Regions from separate parts of the Sorghum bicolor genome. Here region 2 is linked to region 1. The links are chromatin contacts, called in public HiCAR-type maps. All regions are on one chromosome and are shown on one strand. Each heading gives the region's core, a stretch centred on a gene start, on an enhancer-like site or on the middle of the called end of the contact. The rest is flanking DNA. Distances are from core to core; before and after follow the strand shown. Region 1 holds the start of LOC110430087 (G-type lectin S-receptor-like serine/threonine-protein kinase At2g19130). Region 2 holds the start of LOC8066622.

The links. HiCAR-type assays count read pairs that join an accessible place to other places.
Region 2: a HiCAR-type map of leaf shows a contact between it and region 1, with 8 times the contacts expected there. The contact joins the promoter of LOC8066622 here to the promoter of LOC110430087 in region 1. A contact is called at or near these places in 1 of 4 Hi-C or Micro-C datasets (leaf mesophyll) and 1 of 1 datasets of contacts at active chromatin or transcription factors (leaf).

The regions. Positions count from the first base shown.
Region 1 is chr9:12,046,293-12,053,052 of Sorghum_bicolor_NCBIv3, reverse strand. It overlaps LOC110430087 (G-type lectin S-receptor-like serine/threonine-protein kinase At2g19130), which reads right to left and starts at 3,925. Exons shown (of 1, transcript XM_021447036.1): 1 at 959-3,925. The coding sequence starts at 3,700. The coding sequence ends at 1,142. LOC8066619 (proline-rich receptor-like protein kinase PERK1) reads right to left here. Exons shown (of 8, transcript XM_021447893.1): 7 at 6,649-6,760; 8 at 5,813-6,359. The coding sequence ends at 6,042.
Region 2 is chr9:12,207,533-12,214,292 of Sorghum_bicolor_NCBIv3, reverse strand. It overlaps LOC8066622, which reads right to left and starts at 3,832. Exons shown (of 2, transcript XR_002447499.1): 1 at 2,231-3,832; 2 at 2,000-2,139. LOC8055767 (rhomboid-like protein 11, chloroplastic) reads left to right here. Exons shown (of 7, transcript XM_002440769.2): 3 at 253-338; 4 at 503-543; 5 at 629-795; 6 at 887-949; 7 at 1,737-2,131. The coding sequence ends at 1,901.

The sequences.
Region 1 (6,760 bases), core at 2,676-5,175:
TTTACTATTGACTATGCTTCTATAATGCATTCAGAACTGTTGTTAACTGGGAATTGTTGCAACTTACTTTATTTTAGTTTCACTGTTTCAGGATATCTGCCTTCAGTAAATTTATTTATGGACAGTGACTATTGCATTTTAAAATTTGCTAGCCTGTTAAAGCAGAGGTACCGTTACATGGATTTTTATTTTTGGAGAATCAAAAGATTGTCTATTACTTATAAGCACAGTGAAGAGATGGGGCTAACATTCCCCAGCTTCTATCTCTGCTCTTGTTCCTACACTGGGCTACTGCTTCTCAATTTGTTTAATCTGTTCTCTTCCAATCCCTCTTCTAATTAGTAATTACTCCAGTATTTCTCTTTTGTTGTTTATGTAGATATCTGTTATTTGTGGCTGTGAATCTTTGCTTATTCTGTACTAGATGATTTTTTGAATTCTTGATTGTTCATCCTTCTGTTGGTAAACAGGATTGTAATTTGTAACTAGTAGTTACTGCAACATGTCAACCGAGTAGTACATTTTATTTGCCATTTTTGTTAATACTACTATTATTTAGTCACAGTTGCTGTTTGTGTTTATTTATTTTCTGTTTAGCTAGTAACAAGATTATTAGTTGCTTGAAAGTGTCAATCATACCTGATCAGAGTGCAATTTTAGTTTTTTGTTCCCTCAATCGGTGAGTCAAATCTTCGGTAAAGGCATTGATCTAACTGAAATAGGGGCCAGATAAAGTGTTCCTTTGAGGGGAAAATATATGTTATCCTTTATAACAGCATACTTAGTGGTATCTCATTTCAATAAGCAACTTAGAAGTGGCATATCTAAAGCAAGAAATAAGTACTAAGTATTGGAATACATCTACTTCCATCAAATTAAGAATGTATGTCCTATCCCACTCATAAACAAAGAATACTCACCTATCTAGTTTTGCCAAATTTTGCTACTCCTGTTGAAATGATTTGTGGAGTACAATGCTTGATTACCATAAACACGGCCCTTAAATCATGCAAAATGAGAGAAAAGGGGACCACAAATGTCCATACAATTTAGAAATTTCAGGCTGGCCTTCCTCTATTACTTTGCTCCAAATATGAGCATTAAAATTTTCTGAAACAAATATTAGTAGCCTATGAATTTATTACATCGAAGATGCATTAGAGATTTCTGTGATAGCTCCAGCGCCTTGTGTGATTGCTGCAAGCAACCTTGGCATCGGGGGCATATCAATCTCCTGCTGACCCTCAAGAACATGGACCACTTCACCCATTGTCGGCCGATGAAGCTCATTATCCTGGATGCACCAACATGCAACTTTGCAAACCCTCTCAACCTCTTCCAAACTGAAGTCGCCATGTAGCTGTGGATCCACCAAACTCCTCACATCTCCCTCGTGAAGCTTGCTGATAGCTCGCACAGGGAAATATTCAATATGATAATTGTTGCTACTATATGCCTCAGGTGAATTTCTCCTACCTGATATTATTTCCAGCAGCACCAAACCGAAGCTATAAACATCAACTTTTGATGTAATAGCAACTCCACCAAGCCACTCTGGGGCAAGATACCCAGCAGTTCCTCTGAAAGTAGTCAAAACTCTGCTAAAATCCCTTCCAACGAATGCTGCCATCCCAAAGTCTGCGATTTTAGGAACAAATGACGCATCGAGCAGTATATTTTCTGGCTTAATATCACAGTGTATGATGCATTCTCGGCAACTCTGATGCAAGTAGGACAATCCTCTAGCAACTCCTATGGCTATTTGATACCTGTTGTTCCAGTTAAGGCCAGCAGCATTGCTCTGAAATAGATGAGCATCAAGAGACCCATTTGACATGTGTTCATACACAAGTAGCCTCTTATCACCTTTGCAGCAGAAACCAATCAATCTGACAAGGTTGATATGTTGGATCAATCCAAGTGAGCTCACCTCAGCCCTGAATTGCTTCTCTCCCTGGCGGGCACCATCAAGCCTTTTCACTGCTATAGTTGTTGAGCCACTCAGCACTCCCTTAAACACGCAACCGAAACCACCTGCTCCAAGCTTTTCTGAGAAATTTTTAGTAGCATGGCTTAAATCAGTGTATCTAAAGGCTATAACTCCACCACCTTGGCTGTCATACAATGGTGTACCACACCATTTGGATTTTTTTCGCCACATCATTAACAGCAACATGAGCATCAGTAAACCAGTACCAATAATGCTTGCTGCAGTAACAACTCCGACACTTGGTTTTCTTTTGTTTCTTGTCAAACTTGGCAGATCATCAGCAGCAAGGCGAAGATAAAGAACATCTTTAGAATTGTTATCGATGCCGTCATTCTGATTCACACTGAACAATTCCCCATGCCATACAGAGCATCTGCTACTGTTATAGGAATAAGCAGTGCAGGAGCAGGAACTGAGACAAGCTTCCTCACAATTGCTCTGAGAGTTGACACCGTCTACGCTTTGGAAGTTATAGGGCAATGTAACATGAGGAATGGGGCGGAAAATGTCTGTTGAACTTGTTGTGTTTTTCTCACTACTGCAATGTAACGGAGTGTTTCTGATGCAGCCTCCTGTTCGATCATCAAGCTCCCAATCCTGTGCTGACTTCTGAGAGAAGCTTGGCATGCAGTCGCAGAAAGACGAAAGGGAAGTGCCGTTGCAAGTGGTGAAGGGTCCACAGGTAGCATACGGTGTGCAGGGATCAGCCGGCTGGGCATGTACGGCTTGCCAAGACTGCTGAGCGTGTGACCAAACATTCATCTTGATCTGACCAGAGATGTCCAGCGAGACGAATGTCAAAGATGAGTCATTCAGTAAGGTGTACATGTAGTACTCCTCCTGACTGTTATCAACATATGTGGGGTCAATCAAGCCTTTGGTCCGTGGATCCAGCTCTAGTATGGACTTGAGTATGGGGATGAGCTTCAGTGTTGATGTGGGTGAGGATGACCAACGCCAGTACACTACTAACGGATTGAGGCGCTTGAGGACTACACCGCTGGCGTCGATTTCGACGGAGTATGAGCCGAGACCTGGATCAATGCGGCTCTTCCATGTGATGCCCTGGCGAGTGAAACCGGTGACCTTGTTCCGGCCAAACTTGGCGCCAGGAAGCACGATGTCAGTCGGGTAGTCGAAGCTCTGCCACAGGGTCACATTAGATGATGATGGGCTTGCTAATTCTAGGAGCGCAAGGTTCCCACTGTCCAAGAGAACAGCAGTGGTAGTGGTACTGTTTAAGCTGGCTCCTGACCGATTGACACTGGGAGTAGGAGTGGACCAGACTAAAGTTTCAGTTTCAGGACTGGCCTGGGTTACAATGACAAGGTTGTTGCCATCGCTTGAGATTTTGAGGTGTGTTTGCTTGCGCTTGGGATCAGTGATTGGCGTGTCTCTATTGGCGACCCAAACTGTAGTCAAAACTGGGATCTTGTTGAACCATATGCCAAGGTACCAGTTTGGGGAGGTGATGTTGCGGGACTTACTGATGACGGCTGTCGGCTGGAAGAAGCCCAGCGCGAACTTGCCGTTCCTCGAGACGAGCTTGTCGCCGAAGGCAAGGGCTTGTCCTGCCGCTAGAGTATCAGTCACGGTGGTGGTGGTGGTGGTGGCGGCGGCGGCGGCGGCGGCGGCGGAAGAGGAATATGGTGGAGTGTGAAGGGAAGCCAAGAGAAGAAGGGTGAGCAATTTATGCAGCAGGGGATTCATGGAGAAACAAGATTGGAAGTATGATCAAGTTACGATGGATGGACGCATGCACGTCTGCTCTGCTGTTGGGAGGAGGGAGACGAGGATATATGGAAGGAGGTTCAAGAGAGGGCGCACCGGCGCAGGCCTAGAGTTCCATTTCTGGACTGCAACGCAGCAACGGGCGAGAGGAGACACGGCGGCGAGTCAAGCACGGGTGCGATGTGTGAATGTGTGATCTGCAACTTGGCCTCCCACTTGTGTGTGGGTACACTGCACAACGACGTGCCCTCTCTCTATAAAATACTGCAAGGCTGTATGGCCATGAAAACCATGTGCTAGACGAAGCCCACTTCTGCCGCAGGCTACGAGCTCCGGCGGAAAGATGGCCATTCTCTAGGGCCTTTGATTAGTTCCAAAAATTTTTAGGAAACGGCTACTGTAGCACTTTCGTTTGTATGTGACAAATATTTTCGAATTATAGACTAACTAGGTTTAAAAGATTCGTCTTGCAAATTGTAGATAAACTGTGTAATTAGTTTTTATTTTCATTTATATTTAATGTTTTATGCATGTGTCTAAAAGTTCGATGTAACGGAGAATCTTGAAAAGTTTTTGGTTTTTGGGTGAACTAAACAAGGCCTAGAGTGGTTTATAATTGCAGGGCACCGCACTTTCTCAGGACGCTTCGGCTGTTGATAAAGCTTCTTCCAAGGCGTTCACAATGGTCCAGCACTCCAGCCAAGCCAACCATGGTCAAGTAAACGAATCATGCGTCCACCAAGACCAAGCGGCTGGTGCCGCCGCCGTCATAGTGGCTAGTGTTATCACCGTGCGTCCACCGATGATATATTCTCATTTAACTAAAATTAAACCCCCTTCCAAAAAAATAATTGTTAACCAAAATATTTACAACACCCCCTATCCTTCAATCTGTTGATTATTCCTAAATTGTCAACCTGTATGTGGTGGTCTAGGTCGGTTGACCTAAATTTTATGATGATGATTAGAGTCTACCAAAATAAAAACAAAATATTTTTTATTATATGAGAATTTTTAGAATTGATCTTTTTCCTAGCGCGTCTCATAGAAGCTTCTAACTAGTAATATTTAGGTGAATAATAAACCATTTGGTAATTTTTTATCTAATGTCTCCTAGCATTAGAATTTAACTTCAATTTGGATCCTTATTTGTTCAATTAGTTTTGAGCTATGCATAAACAATAAAACGCACGCGAACCACAATAGCTACAATCTATAACCAGTGTTGTTTACCAAATTCGGGCTATACTACGCGTACATGGCTCACCAACGTCTCCCTTAATAAAAAAAACGCGTCAATGAAAGTGTTCTAAAAAATGATCTAACATCAAAACATGATCACTTTTTTCTTTTTTGCGACAATGCAAGACATTTGGTAATTCAGGCATTGTTAGTATATTACTCTTATTTTATATTCTTTATTAGTCTTGGAGACGCCAAGATGGCAAGATAACGTTTTCGAAGGGAGGTAACGCACGGACCATAGTTCCATTTGCCAGATCAGAACGGACAAAAGACAGCAATCATTATGAGCCTTGGCCCTTGAAGCCATGCCAGAATGCCGAATGGACAGCCCATCGAAATAGCAACAGACGAACACAGTAACACACGATCAAACACAGGAATTCAGAAATGATATCGTTCCGGGACAAGAAGACATGATGCATGCTAGCCAGAATGTCAAGCAGCGGGAGGTGCAGCAGCCTAGCCAACCAACAAGCGAAATCTCGCATTCTTGCCCGAGGTTTTGGTTCAGGGTCACGCGTCGAACGCCACCGGCGAAAGCATGGAAAGGGACGCGAGACACACATTCCTCATCCCGTGAGCTGTCGCATGTGCCGTGCTTCCAAAGAACCGCGACCCAGCACGCCACAGGTCTGCCGTCCGCCGCGAGGCAACTCGCCTAACAACGCAAACAAAACTGGTTCCAGCGAATCATAGAAACTTTCAGTAAAAGCGTTGCAGATTTACACCCATTGTCCCGTGACAGCACACATGATACATGTACTGGAATGAAGTAGCCGGAAAGAAATCTAGCAAGGCTCTTTACATGACACATCGAGAAAGATGAATTGAGCGAGACATGGACAGTACATCAACATCCAATTAGCTCTCTTTGAATTGCACAGGCAAACATTGGTCAAGAACAATTTTCATGAAAGAATAAACGATTGCAGCTACATAAAACTATACTCGGTCAAACTTAGATACATCACGCGCAAGTCAGCAACTTTGGTCATATAATTCGGCCAGACTTTACAAATGCAATAATGGAAACATCAAAAGAAAAATAAAACAAAAGGAGAAAAGGGAATTTCCCTCACGAGGCTCCGCTGTATCCTGAGCTGTAGCCGCTGTAGCCACCTTTCTTCATTGCGCCTGACTCCATCTCCTGCGTCTGGTGGCCCTCACTGCTTGACGCAGATGGTATCTGGCCGTATTCACTGGTTGGCGCGCTGTATTGGCTGCTGGTGTAGTTGTTGTTAAATGCCATCTTCCTGAACTTCTTCATGTCCTCGTTGTACTGGCCAGAATCGTAATCGGAGCTGCTGTATGACCCAAAGAAGCGGCTATGACCAGGCCGAACACCTTCATTAAGATCCTCCAAAGACACGTCACCTTCCAAAGCCCGAACGACCTGAACAATCAGGTGAGAAGCTATTAATCCACCAAGTGAGCATGTTGTGCAATGCAGTTTTATGGATCCCAATGTGGCATGTTTTCAGCATTTTTGAAACTATAGTGACCAAAGTTCCAACTCAGAAGTCAGGAGGCCACCATTTCATCAGCTCAATCCTTCTTGTGGTACAGAAATCATGTTACGTATACAACAGATTCAGGAAAATAGCACTTAATAGTGACCTAAGGGAGGCTAGTGCAGTTTAGGGATGTTAGCTAGGACAGTGCAAAAGCTGCTTATAAATTACCTGACTCATACGTGGCCGACGACGTGCAGAATGGCGTACACATGCAGCTGCACAGGCTATCATTCTTGCCATCTCATTAGGATTGAAGTCCTTTCCCAGACGAGGATCCACC
Region 2 (6,760 bases), core at 2,583-5,082, 160 kb before region 1:
ATGGCTAGGCCATATATTATTCAACAGCCATAGAATGGTATTATCCCATCGGTTAAATTGTCGTAGATCCTAGACCAACTGTGGTTATATCAATGCAATGATAAAATTATGACTGATGTAATCACTCTTTCCTTTGATAAGGGGATATCTTAAAATTTCTTGTTTATATGTTAAGAAAATAGGCAAATATACCATTTTTTCCTGTGCTGAACTTTATATTTACTTGTTTATTTATGTTCCCTTGCATTTCAGATACGACAAATAAAATCACTGTACCTGTATCATGCATTCCCTACATGGTTCCAGTTTGTGACATCAACATTTTGCCATGCCAATTGGTTAGTTTGACTTACTATTCCAGATTAATTTAATTTATTTCTTGCTGCTTGGATATATTACTAATTGATAAAGTTGAGTACAACTGATGGATATATTATAAGTTCATCCATTTACTTCTTTTGTGAGGTTGGTTACTCATTAAGTCATCGATGATTTTCTGCAGGAATCATCTTTCAAGCAATTTATTCTTTGTGTATATCTTTGGTGAGAGTTGATTGCTAAAAATGAATGCTCTGCTTGGAACTTATAATTCAGTTAAAGGATGCCTAGTGCTGATCTAAATATACAGGAAAACTTGTTGAGGAGGAAGAGGGTAACTTTGCTCTGTGGATGTCTTACATTTTGACTGGTGCTGGGGCGAACTTGATTTCATGGTTGGTTCTTCCAACATCCTCTGTGTCACTTGGAGCATCTGGTGCTGTTTTTGGCCTTTTCACCATTAGTGTTCTAGTTAAGGTGATTGATTCAATCTTGTCCTTCTGAAATTTTTTTACGTAATAACGAGTCAGTCAATGTTTCTTTAACGTCGCCTCTACTGTCATGGCAGATGTCATGGGATTGGAGAAAGATTCTTGAGGTGCTTATCCTGGGACAATTTGTTGTTGACAAGGTACCTTCATGACACTGTTTTGTTGCTTTCCTTAATCATTTTGAAGTAAAAGAATGGGTATGTTATTACAGAATTGTAACAAATGGATGATTTTATTTTCTCACCATCATATTGTACATGAAAAATGCAATACATCTTCGGGTGGCATATCCAGTGCTTCCCCTGCTTATGTTAACTCTGTCGGCAAGATAGTAATACTAATAGAATAGATAGTATGAAAAGAATTCCATGGAGGATATGAATGATAGGAATGACTGTACTAGCGAGAACAGTCATCTACTACAGTTTCAAAACCTGGTTCAAGATAACTGTATATATGAAAAACCAGGAAAATTTGCACCATGCTACCTCCACAGGGAACATTAGTTAAACTACGAAGAATATAATGTTGACTGATGTGTCTCTTTCTTTATTATTTTTGAATAAACAACCTTGCACAAGATACATACACATCCGCATGACACTCAAGTACTAGAATTACTAAGATAATAGTGATGATTTCAAGCACATCTATCAGTAGTTGAACTACACCAAGGGGAATGGCCTGTTCGTTTAGGCTGATTCCCGGCCAGAACGCTTCCTGGTGATGGTTGGCCGTATAACGTAGAGTAACATTCCTGGCCGGATTGGTTCGGCACTTGATTCCGTGCCAACCGAACGTCCCCTAAAGTGTAACCTGTCACCCTAGGTCATCCTTGCAAATATGTGTCACCACCATCCATAATCAACCTATTATTCCTGTGCCAATACTTGTTTACAATCTGATTAGTCTTCCTTTAACTGATAGGTCATGGAAGCAGCACGTGCAACAACAATCACAGGGCAATCGTTTCAAGTGAACAACATTGCTCATGTATCAGGTGCTTTGATAGGTGCTGCGTTGGTGTTTCTGGTCAGCAGAATCCCTTTTTCATCCAATGATGATAATCCCAAGGCAACAAAAAGAGAGTAAATAGAAAATAAATATATTTATCAACAACATTATCAGCCTAACATATTATTGTCAATTTTTCATTCATTATCATTTCTTCGTATGATAGCTATTTTTCGAAAATTCGGTTGTAACATTTCGGATTTAAATGAAAGATCATCCGGAAGTTCAGTTCTGGAGTGTAAAGTTCGTTTGTAAACCAATGTAAGCATCTTGATTATCCGGCACTTCAAATGTTTTTCCTTCACACATATACTTTCTGCAAGAATGAAAGATCAATTAGATTTTGCCTATATGAATTTGCCATTCTAGTTCTGATCAACAACAAATAAAAAGAAGAGATAATATACTATGTCGAACACGATTGTTCTCTTTTTCTCACAAGAAACAATCCTCGAAGAACTTGCCCAAATCAAACATCTAGCCCTTACAGGCAGCCCTGTCCACAGAGCACAGCTCAAGTGCTCTACCGGCGGCCGGGTGCCTCCAGATCCAACCTACTGGAGTACCTGACTACCGGCGGCGAATCACGTCCATGGCCGTTCCGGCTGCCGCGAGAAGCTCCCAGCGTTGGCACGGCAGCTGGCTGGACCTCCTGCCGGTGAACGGACCGAGCTGGCCCAACAGCGTCGACTGCCTTCTCGCTCATGCACATTAGCATTCCGGTTCTCCTCTTGCGAGTGTTCCTGGCAGCGGTGCGCCGCATCGCACCTTCGTCGACGTCGTTGAAGCAGTAGTGGTAGTAGTACCCCGACGCCGCGCTGGAGAAGTTGCCGGACGCCGCGCCGTCCGCGGTGACCACGCTCCAGACAACGCTGGCCTCGCTAGGTGGGTACGCGCACCCAAGCTCGCTCGGAGCCGCGTCGTCCTCGCCAGGGGTCCCTCCGCCGCCGCTGGGCGCGCGCGGCGCGTCGCCATCACCGCCCAGAGCCGTGTTTCCGGCGACGATTGTAAAAGCAGAGCTTTGCGTCGCTGAACCGAGCGCGCTCCCACGGTCGCCCACCGGCACCGGCCGGAACATTTCCAATGATTTGATGCGCCGCCGCCGCTCGTCGGAGTCGGAGGTGGCTACTGCTTGGTGATGCAAGATTGGCGTAGATACTTCAACCTTGTTGGTGGCACGGCGGTGGCCATCCATTCCGGCAAGGGTTGTTTTGTCGCCTTCGAGGAGGCATCTGCCACTCGCAGGCGTCACACTCGATCTCGCGGCGGTGACCTCCGCCGGGATCTCTGTTTCCGGGAACCGCTCGCTCGTCTCCAGTTCGTCGGCGCCCACTGACTCCTCGGAATCTCCGCCGGCGCAAGCGCACGCCGCCACTCCGAGCAGCCACCGCCGCAGGTTAGACGACGAAGCGGGCCTGCGTCCGCCCCGCTGACCTTCATCCCCGGAAGGGCTCGCTTCGATGATCGGAGTGGCGGCGGCGGCGACAGCGACAGCGACAGCGTGCAACTTCTCGGCCGGCTCATTGGGCAGCAGAGCGGAGCGGCTGTTCCAGCTTGCTTCGGACGAGCTAGTGACGGCCGTCGGCGTCGGGACGGACCGGTCGTGCTCGTGCGTCCCCGTCCGGAACGCGGACGACGACAGCGAAGACGAGGAGCGCTCGCACGGCCACAGCAGCGCGTCGTCTCCGTAGAAGTAGCGCTCGGCGGCAAAGACGCTGAGCTCATCGGAGTCGTCGGCATCTGCGTGATCCGGTGGCTTGGCCTCGGGTGCTCTGCATCTGTCCATGCTGGGCGCTCGACCCCGCCGGGCATGGGCGCGTGGCGGCTACCTATATCTCGCGCTCAGCGTGCGGTCGAGAGATGGTCGTGTGGAGTGGAGGTCTCGCGGGCGCCATTTTCAGGGATTGATTGGCATGGGGTCCGACGCGAGAAAATTCCCTTGGCGCCCGGTGTGTGTTGTTCACGGGTCCCTCTCGGAGTCTTCCTCCATCTTGTGGCTCTTCTCACAAGAACGGTTCGCTTTCGCGGTCTTAACTCCCACGTTGTCTCCTTGCTTCGTATCCCCATCTCATCTCTCGTTCTATCTGATCCCGGACCGACAAAGTGAAATCCAACTGAACGTAACACTCAGCTTGGTTAGCTGGTGCCACGTTTGTTTTTAGATAATGGATAGTTCGTATCCGGCTTCATCTATCCGCAGATAGAATCAGACCAATTATTACAAAGTTTTACCCGAAGGCAAACTCACATGCTGCAAGCAAGGTTTACAGCCAACCAAACAGGTAACCGAAACAAAATAAGGTTCAGACTAAGCATGACCAATATGTCTCGTTGATAACCATCCATTGGAACTAAAAAATTGCAGAGCTGATGTCTCTAAGTGTTGTCCTGCGGTCATCAGTTGATCCCGCAGATCATCATGCCGCTGCAATCTTGCCCATTGCCGAAGCCAATGCGTTCCCCTGAAAAGAACCTGCAAAAAAGATTTTGGCCTGCATTTGTCAAAAACCACCTCGTTCCTGGTTATCCAAATTGCCCAACAGAGTGCAGATGCTGCAGTTAATAACAATATATTATACTTTTTGGTTGCTACTTTTGACCACCTAATAAAAAGGTCATTTATGTCCCTAGGGGGTGAAATTCCAAAAAGTATATGTACAGCACGCCATAAGAATTTGGAATAAACACAGTCTAAAAAAAGATGTTGTATGGATTCTGGAGAGTGACAGAAGCAACATTTTCTATCCCCATTCCAGTTTCGCCTAACTAAGTTATCCTTAGTTAAGATCACACCTTTCTTTAGATACCACATGAAAATTTTTATTTTCAGAGGTATTTTAATTTCCCATAAGTCTTGTGACACTCTAACCCCATTGTTAATTAACACAGCATACATAGACTTGACCGTAAAGCTTCCGGATACATTCAAGCTCCACACAAAGACATCTTTTTCCTCTAGTAAGTTAATATTCTGTAAAGAGGCAACAATTCTGTACCAGTTTGTTAGGTTTGCCCCCACTAAATTTCGTCGAAAAGAGATATTTAGTGGTGAAGAGCTAATCACTTGTGCCACAGAATCTTGTTTTCTCCTTACTATATTAAACAACGCAGGAAATTTATCCTTAAGGGGTTTATTTCCTAACCAAGTGTCTATCCAGAACCTAGTTTGAGACCCATCTCTCACTTTAAACGAGCCAAAGTCCATGAAAGAGTCTTTAACATTCATTAAACTTTTCCAAAAATGAGAGTCTGTTGGTTTTTTAACACAGCTCCCTAAAGTCTTATCTTTGATATATTTATTCCTTAAAAGTTTCTGCCACATACCTTCTTCATTCAACAACTTAAATAGCCATTTACTGAGCAAGCATTTGTTTTGTATTTCCAAGTTTTTTATGCCTAAACCCCCCTGTTCTTTGGGTTGACATAAAACTTCCCATTTGGCTAGTCTATATTTCCGTTTATGTTGGTCACTTTGCCAATAAAAGCGTGACCTAAAGTAGTCTATCTTTTCTAAAACGCCTTTCGGCATTTCAAAAAAAGACATCATAAACATCGGTAAACTTGAGAGCACCGAGTTTAACAAAACAAGTCGTCCCCCCACAGAAAGCATTTTGCCTTTCCATCCACTAAGTCTCTTTTCGATCCTATCCTCAATTGTTTTCCAATCTTTATTGTTTAGTTTCCTAGTATTCATAGGTAAACCAAGGTATCTAAAGGGGTAATTACCAATCACGCATCCGAAAGTTTGCGAATAAAACATCTCATGTTCTTTTGCTTTGCCAAAGCAAAAGATTTCACTTTTATGAAAATTTATTTTAAGCCCCGATAGTTGTTCAAAGGTGCTAAGCAAAAGTTTCATATTCACAGCTTTTTCAGCATCGTGGCTCATGAAAATTACTGTGTCATCCGCATACTGAAGGATAGACAAACCATCATGGATTAGATTAGGAATAACCCCTTCGACCTGCCCCGCCTCCTTTGCTCTAGTGATCAGTATGGCCAACATGTCAACCACTATATTAAATAATATAGGGGACATGGGATCACCTTGTCGTAAGCCTTTTCTTGTCTGGAAGTAGGAACCTAATTGATCATTAACCTTAATATTGACATTACCCCCTTGAGTGAAACTTTCCACCCATTCACACCATTTTTGTGAGAAGCCTTTCATCCTTAGTGTTTGTTGTAGAAAACTCCATTTAACCTTGTCATATGCCTTTTCAAAGTCTATTTTGAAGATGACACCATCTTTTTTTTTGGAGTGAAGTTCGTGTATCGTTTCATGAAGTATAACTGCACCCTCCATGATATTTCTTCCTGGTAGGAAAGCTGTTTGAGTCGGTCTAATTATTTTCTGTGCTATGGTAGATAGTCTATTGGTTGCAACTTTGGTAAAGATTTTGAAAGAAACATTCAACAAACAAATAGGCCTATATTGTTGAATTACTTTCGCATCCTTCTTTTTAGGTAAAAGAATTATGGTTCCAAAATTGAGACGATTTAGTGGAAGTGTTCCCTGATGGAAATCCATGAACAGAGCCATCAGATCATCTTTGATTAAATTCCAGAAGACCTGATAAAATTCTGGAGGGAAACCATCTGGACCAGGTGCCTTATTATGCTCCATTTGGAAAATCGCAACCCTCACCTCCTCTTGTGAGAAGGTATCTGTTAAATACTCATTTTCTAGAGTAGAGACCTGGGGAATATCAACTGTTTGTGACTCATCCAATGTAACATTAGAGTTCTCTGATGGACCAAACAAGTTTTTATAATATTTGGTGATATGCCCTTTGAGTTGAGCATCACCACTTATTATGTTATTCCCATCTTCCAACTGGAAAATATGAGTTTTTCGATGTCTACCATTAGCTAGCAGGTGATAGTATTTTGTATTTGCATCGCCTTCCAAAAGATGTTTGACTTTAGCCCTCTGG